Regions from separate parts of the Pan troglodytes genome. Here region 2 is linked to region 1. A link is a contact called in public Hi-C data. All regions are on one chromosome and are shown on one strand. Each heading gives the region's core, a stretch centred on a gene start, on an enhancer-like site or on the middle of the called end of the contact. The rest is flanking DNA. Distances are from core to core; before and after follow the strand shown. Region 1 holds the start of ID2 (inhibitor of DNA binding 2). Region 2 overlaps LOC129143091 (a long non-coding RNA gene).

The links. A called contact is a pair of places that touch in the nucleus more often than the background predicts.
Region 2: a Hi-C map of stem cell-derived neural progenitor cells shows a contact between it and region 1, with 2.4 times the contacts expected there. The contact joins the enhancer-like site here to the promoter of ID2 in region 1. A contact is called at or near these places in 1 of 7 Hi-C or Micro-C datasets (stem cell-derived neural progenitor cells) and 1 of 1 datasets of contacts at active chromatin or transcription factors (stem cell-derived excitatory neurons).

What each region holds. Positions count from the first base shown.
Region 1 is chr12:114,194,609-114,199,705 of NHGRI_mPanTro3-v2.0_pri, forward strand. ID2 (inhibitor of DNA binding 2) reads right to left here and starts at 3,705. Exons shown (of 5, transcript XM_003308873.7): 1 at 2,234-3,705; 2 at 1,078-1,152; 3 at 28-687. The coding sequence starts at 375. LOC107972292 (a long non-coding RNA gene) reads left to right here and starts at 679. Exons shown (of 4, transcript XR_008546176.2): 1 at 679-714.
Region 2 is chr12:114,625,590-114,630,757 of NHGRI_mPanTro3-v2.0_pri, forward strand. The region is part of intron 2 of LOC129143091 (a long non-coding RNA gene); the gene reads left to right. Among named protein-coding and RNA genes, the nearest start is that of ID2, 430 kb to the left of the region's middle. Within about 2 kb of position 2,697, at least 3 of the 24 cell types and tissues checked have an H3K27ac peak or open chromatin away from gene starts, as enhancers often do. A contact at or near this core is called in stem cell-derived neural progenitor cells, where this site is marked.

The DNA of each region.
Region 1 (5,097 bases), core at 2,455-4,954:
GGGCGGGGACCCCGGAGGAGGTCTTACCTGCAAGGACAGGATGCTGATATCCGTGTTGAGGGTGGTCAGCGGCGTCCTGGACGCCTGGTTCTGCCCGGGTCTCTGGTGATGCAGGCTGACAATAGTGGGATGCGAGTCCAGGGCGATCTGCAGGTCCAAGATGTAGTCGATGACGTGCTGCAGGATTTCCATCTTGCTCACCTTCTTGTTCTGGGGGATGCTGGGCACCAGCTCCTTGAGCTTGGAGTAGCAGTCGTTCATGTTGTATAGCAGGCTCATCGGGTCGTCCACCGGGGTTTTGCTCCGGGAGATGCCCAGGCTGTGGTCCGACAGGCTGTTTTTCCTAACGGACCTCACGGGACTGAAGGCTTTCATGCTGACCGCGAGGGAAGACGAGACCGGGAGGGAGCTGGCTGCCCTGAAGCTCAGGCCGCCGCTGCCGCCTGCTGAGCTAGCTGCGCTTGGCACCGGACTCGGCTCAGAATGAAGCCCGAGCCCGGCGGGGCGGCTTTTATCCGCACTCGCCGGGGCCACACGCTCGAGCTTCCCTTCGTCCCCATTGGCGGAAGGTGGCACGTCTATCAAGACGAGCGGGCGCTTCCATTGGTGGGCGCGGGCGCGGGGCGTGGGCTTGGTTCTTCCGCGTTCGCAGCCAATCCCCGCGGGGTGGGCGGGGCGCGAGCCCAGCTGGGGTGGTAAATAGAGTACAGTACAGTAAGTGCGGGGCTGGCGGGGAGCGGGGAGCGGGGAGCGGGGAGCGGGGAGCGGGGAGCGGGGAGCGGGGAGCGGCGGGCGGGGAGCGGGGAGCGGCGGGCGGGGGGCGGGGAGCGGGGAGCGGCGGGCGGGGAGCGGGGAGCGGCGGGCGGGGAGCGGCGGGCGGGGAGGAGGGAGGCGGGAGGAGGGAGAGGAGGAGGGAGGAGAGAGAGAGAAGGGAAGATGGGGGAGGGGAAGGGGGAGGGGAAGGAGGAGGGAGAAGGGGGCAGACCCTGGGCGCCTAAATATGCATTCTTAATTCTAATTCCAAGCGCGCGGCGGGACCCTTGCCCTGGGGGTGTTCCCAGACCAAGCCCTACACACCTTGGAGCTGTCCGCAGCTCTAAAATCACAGCTACACGGGCGAGTTCAGCACCGCAGGGGGGAAGCCACAGTTCACTGCAACCCATCGGAGGGAGAGCGTGAGGAAAGATAGAAAGCATTTCAGAAGAAAGTGAAAACGCAAATTAGGTTGTCACTGAAGAGTCACGTTTGTAGAGTTCGTCTCTTCAGATAAGGAAAAGTTATGTTAACACAAACAAACCACCCACGCACGCATTCGACGACAGGCTTAGTGTGGGCTTTTGCAACCCGGAGCAGCGCGGGAGACATTACTGTAAACTCAAGAAAATGAGTACTTATTGGAAACCATGCCCAACCTCACCGGTCGCTAAGGAGCTCTCACAGGCAGGGCGCTTTCAGGGTTCCTTTTCAAGAAGGAGGCAGGGCTATTATAATGATCGTATTAATCGGAAATAATTAGGAGAATTTGCATATTGAAACTACATTTACATACACTGCCCTTGAAAGGCTGCCGGTCTGTGCCCTTCCGTGTAGGTGGCAAAGTAATGTGATTAATTATGCACTAATTGTGATTTCTGATGTTACATTCCAACACCTAGAGGAGTTCCAAAGCTTTGTGACAGATAGGTGGCCCTAGCCATTGATAGACATCTTCACACTAAGGAAAAAAAAAATATTGTCATATATGAGGTTTGGAATCTTTTCAGCACAGTACTGAATACGGGTTCAAGGTTTTTTTTTTTTTTGGCTGAAAATCTTTAAGAACTCGTTCTTTCAGTCTAAGTTTTAAAAAGTTTGCAGCTATTTACTCAAATACCTTAATTTTCACATAATTGTAGCTTATCTAGAATTCTGTTTTGACCAGTCTGTCAGTTTCTTGTTTTTGAAAATATTTGCTCCAGAAAACAATGAACTAGAAAACTCCAGGAAAGGCAATATTCAAATCTTATTTACTTTCTGCCTCAATCTCTACCTCCTTTGCATTTCAGAAAGCGGAAGGGGCAGGCCTAGAGGCTGAAAGAAAAGCTCGATAATGGGGAAACAGTGTTTTTTCCTTCAATTAATGATTAATTTCTCAGCTGGTGGGGCCAGCAGTCTCTGACCGTCACGTGACAGCTATGCGCCCCATGACGCCTCTCCAGGGAGGCAGAGTGGGTGGCACTGAGGTGGAGCTCACCTTCCTGAAATTCAGCCCCCTCAGTTTGGAGGAAGGAGGTAAACTGTTTCCTGTCCAGCCAGAAGTTTGCGGAGGGCCTTCCCAAGGCCAGGCAATGCTGCCTGCGACTCTGTCCCTGACAGCGTTGGACGCACCGTATCTCTTCTGATATTAAGTCTGGAAGTGATTTACTATCCGAGTCCTCCCACAGTTCGAGCCTTTTGATGTACTTTGTGTGCATGTGTTTCTGTCACATACGTGCCACAGTGGAACAGATTTTGTTTTGACACTATTTTGGTTCATGATGTTATACTTTGACTATTTTACAATAATAGCCAATGTAAACAAACATCTTTGGGATTCTCAAATTATTACTTATGATTCTTGGACATTGCAGCTCTTCGATACTGACGCATTCCTAGCTTTTTCCAAGGACACCGTATGTTAACATCCGTGCCAGCCTCATTATCCCCACAGCCAGGCTCTGGGCTGGGCGGTAATGAGCATTGTGCGGTTTCACTTTACACTTTGCAAAGTTGATTAAGGCAGTGCCTTCTCCCATGATCATTTTTGTACCCTGATGTAGTAAAATGGCTAAATATGGTGAAAGTTTTCTGGTGTTTCTTTCTTTAGCTGCCATGTCAGAGTCCAGTCTGCCTGGCTGTGCTGAATTCGATTCTATTGGCACACTACCCAGTTTTACATTCATTTAAAGATCATTTAAAGGGGATTACGAAGCTGTATAAGTTAATGATTTAAACAAGGCCTAAGTTACTAGTGTGTTTCAGCACGCCCAATATGAAATCACCTTAAAAATTGCTTTCGTGGGGGAAAATCGTGTCGGAGCATTTTCGAAGTGGGTTTAAAAGCAAGTCAAAATCTGTCAATTGGTGGCTTGGGTGGGTTTGCATTTGAGGCCTCCAAAGTTCAAACGGCCCCAGCTAGAGGGAGGGCTAGATCCGCGGGCGGTGGGAAGGTGTGCAGGGCTTCCGCTGGTGGGTGTTGGTGCGGTCCCCCTCGACTCCCCACCGGGACGCCCCCACCCCGTGGCAGCGACAGACCGGCCCGTAAGGTCCCCCAGCCTGGCTCCAGGACTCACTCACTCCGCCTCTAGGGCAGGCCCCGCGGCGGCTCTCGCGTCCGGGCCCCTCGCGGTAATCAGAAGCAGCTCCGGGCCGGGAGCTCCGCGCTGGCCAGGCCGCCTTTGCCACCCCCGCGTGATGCGCCGGGGGGCGGGAGGAGCCTGCGGGGGCGGGGGGCGCGTCTCAAGGTCCTCCCTGCACATCTGGCGCAATGGGGAGCGTTCGCCTTTCTTTCCCGGGTTTTGTTCTCACAGCTGTGTCCATTCCGCCCGTGACCCCGCGAGTGATCCCTGACAGGTGATGAATTGGCGGCGGCGGCGGCGGCGGCGCGCGGGCCAGGCCGCGGCGGGGCCGGAGCCGGAGCCCCGGAGCAGACTCTCTGGCGCCAGGCGCGTGACGCCGCCCATTCACGCCGCCCTGCAGCCTTGTCCTCGCGGCGCCGCTCAGGCGGCTGCCATGGCAACCGCGCCGTCACTCAGCGCGCGCGCCCAGCTGATCAATGCCTGCGAGGCCCGGCAGTCCCAGGCTCGCCCAGGCCCGGCCGCCGGCCCGCGCGCACCTGCAGCCGCTGCACGTCTTAAGTTTCGAGTGATTTGGGGAAGGAAAGAGGACAGAGAAGAAAAGAAAAGGGCTCGGGGGGGGGGGGGGGGCGGGTGAGGGGCGGAGGAGAGGACGAAGGAAAAAAGCCGGGAGATGGAGAAGAAAGAAATCTTCCTTTTGCAAAAGGAGGCATAATGTGGCTTAGAGGTTGCCAAAGCAAAAGGTTTTGCTTTATTTTGTTTTTGCAACCGAGGCGTTCAGGGTGGGGCTGGAGCGAGGGAAGGGTGGATGGGGAGAAGGTCACTGTCTTAGCACATGGCGAGATTTGTTTACTCCTTTGGATTATTTCGGTTTCTCGCCGAATGGCTTTGATCCTGGATTCCTAAAAATACCTTTGAAAGATTGAAAGACTCGCCCCGCCCTCCCAACCTCCACACCTTCTTACTGCCTAACTCCTCGGAACCCTCGGAGGTTGCGCATAAACAATTTTTTCTTCCAGAACGGTCCCCCTCTCCGCCCTGGGGGAGCCGGGAGGATGTGCAGCCCCAGTCCTCCTGCTCGGCGGAGCCTCGCGCGCGCAGAGCCTAGCGCGATTCGCGCCCTCATTACCACTACAAAGCGCGGGCCAGACCAATCCCCTTTCTAATGCACCATTTTCGACTGAGAACATCAAGAGGCCAGAAACTTCCAAGTCAGCTTGCAGACGCAGACGCCTCCTGGGGTCCTGGCTTTAAGAACCAGATGCCAACATTCCTGGACAGTTTATGGCATCCGGATCCCTCAAGGGTGCTCATCTGCAGTTGAGAGTGTTAGTAGCAATTATTTATCTGTCCTGGAGAGGAGTTCCTGAACATAAATGTCCTCTGTTGGCCCTAAAGCTGGGGGCGGAGGCTGTGTGTTGTGGGGTGGGGGTTGGGGGGCCGAATGTTCCCGGTCCTGTTATCTGGTTTAGCAGCATTTGTTGTGGTTTTCGAGGAAACGGCATTTGGATTACATAAGGATTCAAGTTTTTGCTGTACTTGTTTATTTAATACCTTGGCAAGAGGGAGCCCTTACCCTGAAACCAGATAACCGATTTTGGGTTTAAAACACAGCCTTAGATGAAGGGCCACTCGAGGGGAAGAAAATGAGCAAAGCCACAAAAAGCAAACAAGGGAATGTTTATTTTTCTCTTTTTGGATATTTTTGAAGACCTGCCTAACCTCTTACACTTCTTGTCGCATACAGCTAATAAATGGCATTAATAAAGCGTTTCAGCGACTA
Region 2 (5,168 bases), core at 1,447-3,946, 430 kb after region 1:
AAGCGTCCGCAGTTTGTTTCATTTTTAAAGACCAGGATGGCAAATTTAAAATTCAAATTCTTTTGAACAGCGGAGAGAATGTAGCTATAAAAGTGTTTCAGACCACAGTGTTTTAAATGAAGGTTAATTTTCTGATAAAATAGGAAATGAAGGAAAAATTATCTCCCTGCACGCAAGCATGGTTTAGAATACTATAGCTCAATTAGATGTTCTGATTGTGCAAACAATCAGCCTCATGTCTTGTTAAACTTCTCTTTTTCAAATTATGAAGCTTTTCTATACTAAGATTAGCAGGAATATTAAGGGTAGAACAGATAAAAGATCCATCTGAGCTAGAAGAAAAATTATAACTTAAGAAGGCTCAAAACTAAATGAACTTCCAAAAATCCCATGGTGTGTCCAACATTATTAAAAAATTGTCCAGCATGAAAATTAACTCCTAGACTCAGAGGAAAGAAGTTATTATTCTTTGCTTTAAGATACTGAGTACATTTTACTCAATGGAATTTTGCTTTGCACATACAGAAATACGTTATACATCATGCACGTTAATCAGACCTATGCAAGATATTGTTTGCAAAGTAGTTTTGGGGATAGAGGGTGTTTACTTCACAGGGGCTGGGTTCAGGGGAAAGGGAAGCAAAGACCATTAGAACGTCTTACGTTTTGCTGCAAAGCAATTTTGATACCATAAGTTTTTATAAGTATATGACTTCTGATTTATTCTCAAGCATTTATATTTAACTTTCACTGGGTTGTATCCAGAGCAAAGAGCCGTACAGTCATTTTGTGCTGTGTGTGTCTTTTCTACTTTCAGGGCTTGTAGTAAGGTTACAGAATGTGCTGGCACTTCCCGGAGTTTGTCTATTAAGCGAATGAGTGATGCATCATCTTGGTGAGATATTTGGTCCATTTCGCGCCTCTCTCTTCTCGTTCCCGCCCTCCACATTTGTTTCCCTGTAGCTGGGCCTCTCCTGTTCTGATGGCAGCCGTGCATCCTGGCCACATCTACCTAGGTGGCTTCTCCTGGAATTTCTTCTGGTTATCCTTCCAGCCTTTGTGTCAGCTCTGAGGCCACATTTTTCAGGAAGCTCTATCTGCCCACCAGGCCCCCACTGCTGGGTGGCTCCTCCCTGCTTCCCTGAACGTTCTGGACCTTTGCACAGTTCTGACCTTGCTGCTTCCTGGCTGTCTCCAACCTGAACTCTAAGCTCGATGGGTGTAATGTGTGGGTTGGGCTTGCTCTGGTGTCTCTGGCAGGTGGCACCAGGCCTGATATGTAGTGGGTGCTTGACTGCTGTCTGTTGCTCTTAGAAAAAGTAATAATTGAGTATATTTGGGAGTTCCCAGAGGAGACACACAGAGACTCTCCTTTGAAGATGAGATACACTCTTAAAAAACCTGAAAAATTTGACCCTAAAAGCTCCCTAGAACTGAGAGGGCTATGCAGAGGTTGCCTGGGATGAAGGTTCATTACACTGTGATTCCCAGGTTAGGATGAGGGTTGAGGGGATGAAGACATTTTAGGCAGATAAGTGGCCAGGAGTTTAGCAGATTTCATCACTTTATTTGGGCCAATGCAGTGAATTATTGAAAATAATAGTGGATGAGACTTTATGTCATCTCAGAAAAGGGAGCTAAGAAGCACTGTCCTGTGTACTTTACATCAATCCATCATTTTCTGAGGTGGATTCAGGTATTAGCATTTTATTTATTTACGTATTGAGTTTTGAAAGGAAGACTCACTCTGTTGCCCAGGCTGGAGTGCAGTGGTGTGATCTCAGCTCACTGCAACCTCCACCTCCTGAGTTCAAGTGATTCTCCTGCCTCAGCCTCCGGAGTAGCTGGGACTACAGGTGTGTGCCACCATGTCTCGCTGATTTTTTTGTATTTTTCATTACAGATGGGGTTTTGCCATGTTGGCCAGGCTAGTCTCGAACTCCTAACTTCAGGTGATCCACCACGTTGGCCTTCCAAATTGCTGGGATTACAGGGGTGAGCCACTGCATCCGGCCAGGTACTTGCATTTTAGAGTGAAGGACTTTAGTACAATGGTCATGACAAGAACTTTGAAGTCAGACTGCCTACGTACAAATCTTTTCTCCATGTATAGAAGGTAAGGGCCAGGCACGGTGGCTCATGCCTATAATCCCAGCACTTTGGGAGCCCGAGGCAGGTGGATCATGAGGTCAGGCAATCGAGACCATCCTGGTTAACATGGTGAAACCACATCTCTACTAAAAATACAAAAAAATAGCTGGGCTATGCCTGTAGTCCTAGTTACTTGGGAGGCTGAGGCAGGAGGATCGCTTGAACCTGGGAAGCGGAGGTCGGAGTGAGCCGAGATTGCGTCATTGCACTCCTGCCTGGGTGACAGAGTGAGACTCTGTCTCAGAAAAAAAAAAGAAGGTGAGATCTAGGAAAAGGGCTCATCTCTGGGTGCCTCAGTTGTCTCATGTGTAAAGTGGGATTTAAAAAGCACCATGAAGTTGTAGTATAGCTGAGATGGATGATATAAGCAAACATTTAGCATAGTGCTTAGCAAAGAATGCTCAGTAAATACCTTATTCCAAATTGAGAAACTGAGCTTCAGAGGACTTCAGCTCCTCATGTGATCATTACTCAGCTAAGGAGGAGAGACTGGGTTTTGAATGCAGATTGATCTGTCTTACAAAAGATTGGGGTTTTCCTACTCTACCGGATGGTTTCCCTGGAAACCCACTGCCAAGCCTTTGTTATGTGCACCGCGGTTTGACATTACTATGTGTTCTGAGCCTTCTTTTGACGCCTGCATTTTGCTGCAATGAATTTAGGGATTTCCCCCAAGTCATTTTGCATAATCAAGGATGGCCTGGATGTTGTCTCATCAGAGCCACCTGAAGACCATGGACATTTTCTTGGAAACTGAAACTATAGAAACTATATGTTACTGCTTCTAACTTCTTAGTTTTCAAAAGACATTCTTGGACCCGGCTGCAAAGTCCTATAAATTAAATTGAAATCAGCCACATTTATGATAGGGTTGTTACAAAGCTGTAAGTGTTCTGAATTTATGACTCTGCTCACATTCAGCTGTTCACTCCTTCTGCTTCTAGGTCTTTCTATCCTGTGTGGGACAGAATTTATATTTGTGGGTAAGATCATTATGAATCTTTTATGTACCACAAGTGCAATTTCAAATGTTTGCAAGCATGCAGAACTAGGTCCATGAGATATCTGCTATATTTCATGGATTACGGCTTTGTCTCAATAGTGGGGGAAAAAATATCCCTCAAACCCAAACCCAAACATTGAACTTTGTAACTGGCCACTAACTCTCACTGAAGAGGAAATAATTGTTGGTGAAGCTAAACTTCGACTCTGTGGATGTTGCTTTAAAATTCTCTTCTTTTTCATGTTTTAAAAAATAAGTCCCATGAATGACCATCTTTCCAAATGTCCCTTCCAGCCTTCTAGCTGAGTTCAGTGAGAAAGGAACAATTTGTCTGCATCAGAATTTCATGTGTACTTTTGCAGCAATCAGCATTGAAAGTGAGGACACAACTGAGCAGCTGGCTGGCTCTTTCCTCATTATTTTTTGGAAAGTTGACCCTGAACTTTTGTGTCATCGAAGTCAAACTGCCAAAGAAAATGTAGATATCTGGGGAAGTCTTTAAAAAAAATTATTGTGAAAATGAAACGGTTTTTGTATCTTTTGCAAACGGACAGCTGGAGACCCGGTGCAGCCACACCGGGGACTCTGGTTTTCCTGTCTCCGTGAGCTTTAGGGCGGCAGGGTGAGGCATTATGGCTATTCTGACAAGAAACTGGGAATCAAACACACCACTTGAGTGATGCAACCAAATTAAAAGGGAAAAGAGAATATAATGAAGTATCATTAAAAGCAAATAATGAGATAGATTTTAATATGCACAAACATTTTTTGCTGACTTGGTGCTTTGGAGCACGAGGCTGTCGATTTTGCTGTGTTGTCAGTAGGAAATGATTCCCAAATTAATCCAGGCAACAGAATCATCTGGAGGAACTTTAAAAAAATACACATTTAGGGCCCCATCTCAGACCCACATCAGAATTGCCATAGTCACAGCTCATGTCTCTGTTTTAAGGAGATCTGTAGACTGGTTTGGGAAACTGGAGCATAGTTTTATGGTCACACTTTCTCTGTATCTTTTTGAAAATATGTGCAGATTACTTTGGAGTTACCCTTTTATAGGAGAGAATTCTAGAGTAAGTTGTGCTTTAGGGATTCTCACCTCCCTTCTATACATAGAAAATTGAACCCCAGAAAGGTTTGCTACTTGGTCTAGGTTGCACAGCTGCTGGAGGCAGTGAGGATTTGAACCCAGGCCTTCAGTTGCCCCACCCAGGGATCTTTCAGTCCTGCTCTGTGATTTCTGTGATTTCTTAGTCCTGCTCTGAAGCAGCCCAGTGGACTATAGTGAATGCAGACAAGCCCTGCAGGTTATCGAAAATTTTTCAGTTTTCTAGGGAAACACAGTACTACTCAACATCTGTCAGGCAGTGTGTGGACTACTAGTTGAGATGGTTCAGTCTCAACAGTGGGTCCTGCTGTATTCCTTTTAATAACATACCTTTGCAAAGCTGGATTTTTGGAAGTGGCTTAGATAAAAAGTCCCTATTGTGGAAAAATCAGTATGAAACAGGAAATGAGAGTAGCAATGTCCACTCTGAGTCCAGGGATTGAGAAGTTGTGTGGGGCCCTAAGGATATATACAGTTATTAGTAAATAACTATTTTAGAATGAAATAAAAATGGCCTCTTTTCTTTCAATTTGTGTATTATTTTTCAAATGGCTTCTAGCTTCCTAGGACATACACGCTTATAACCGAAGAAGTACTTAATAAGGGGAACCATTAGAAATTTCTTTTGGCACAAGGGCACTGTGAACAAATTACAGAGATCCTAGGGCACTTTGAGCAAAGAAAGTTTGAGAACTGGGTCATGCTGCCTTCCACTGCACACACTGAATTTTTACTTGGGCATTCCAAAGCTTTGGCTTCATTGGTTTAAAAAAACTAACAAACAGATGACATCTTCTCTTCTCTTGGTATCATTGGCCTCACCATTTATTTCATGTCACTTAATTGAAGGCAAATCTATTTATGAATGTTTCAGATGACAGTAGTTTTTGTGACAGCAGCAAAACT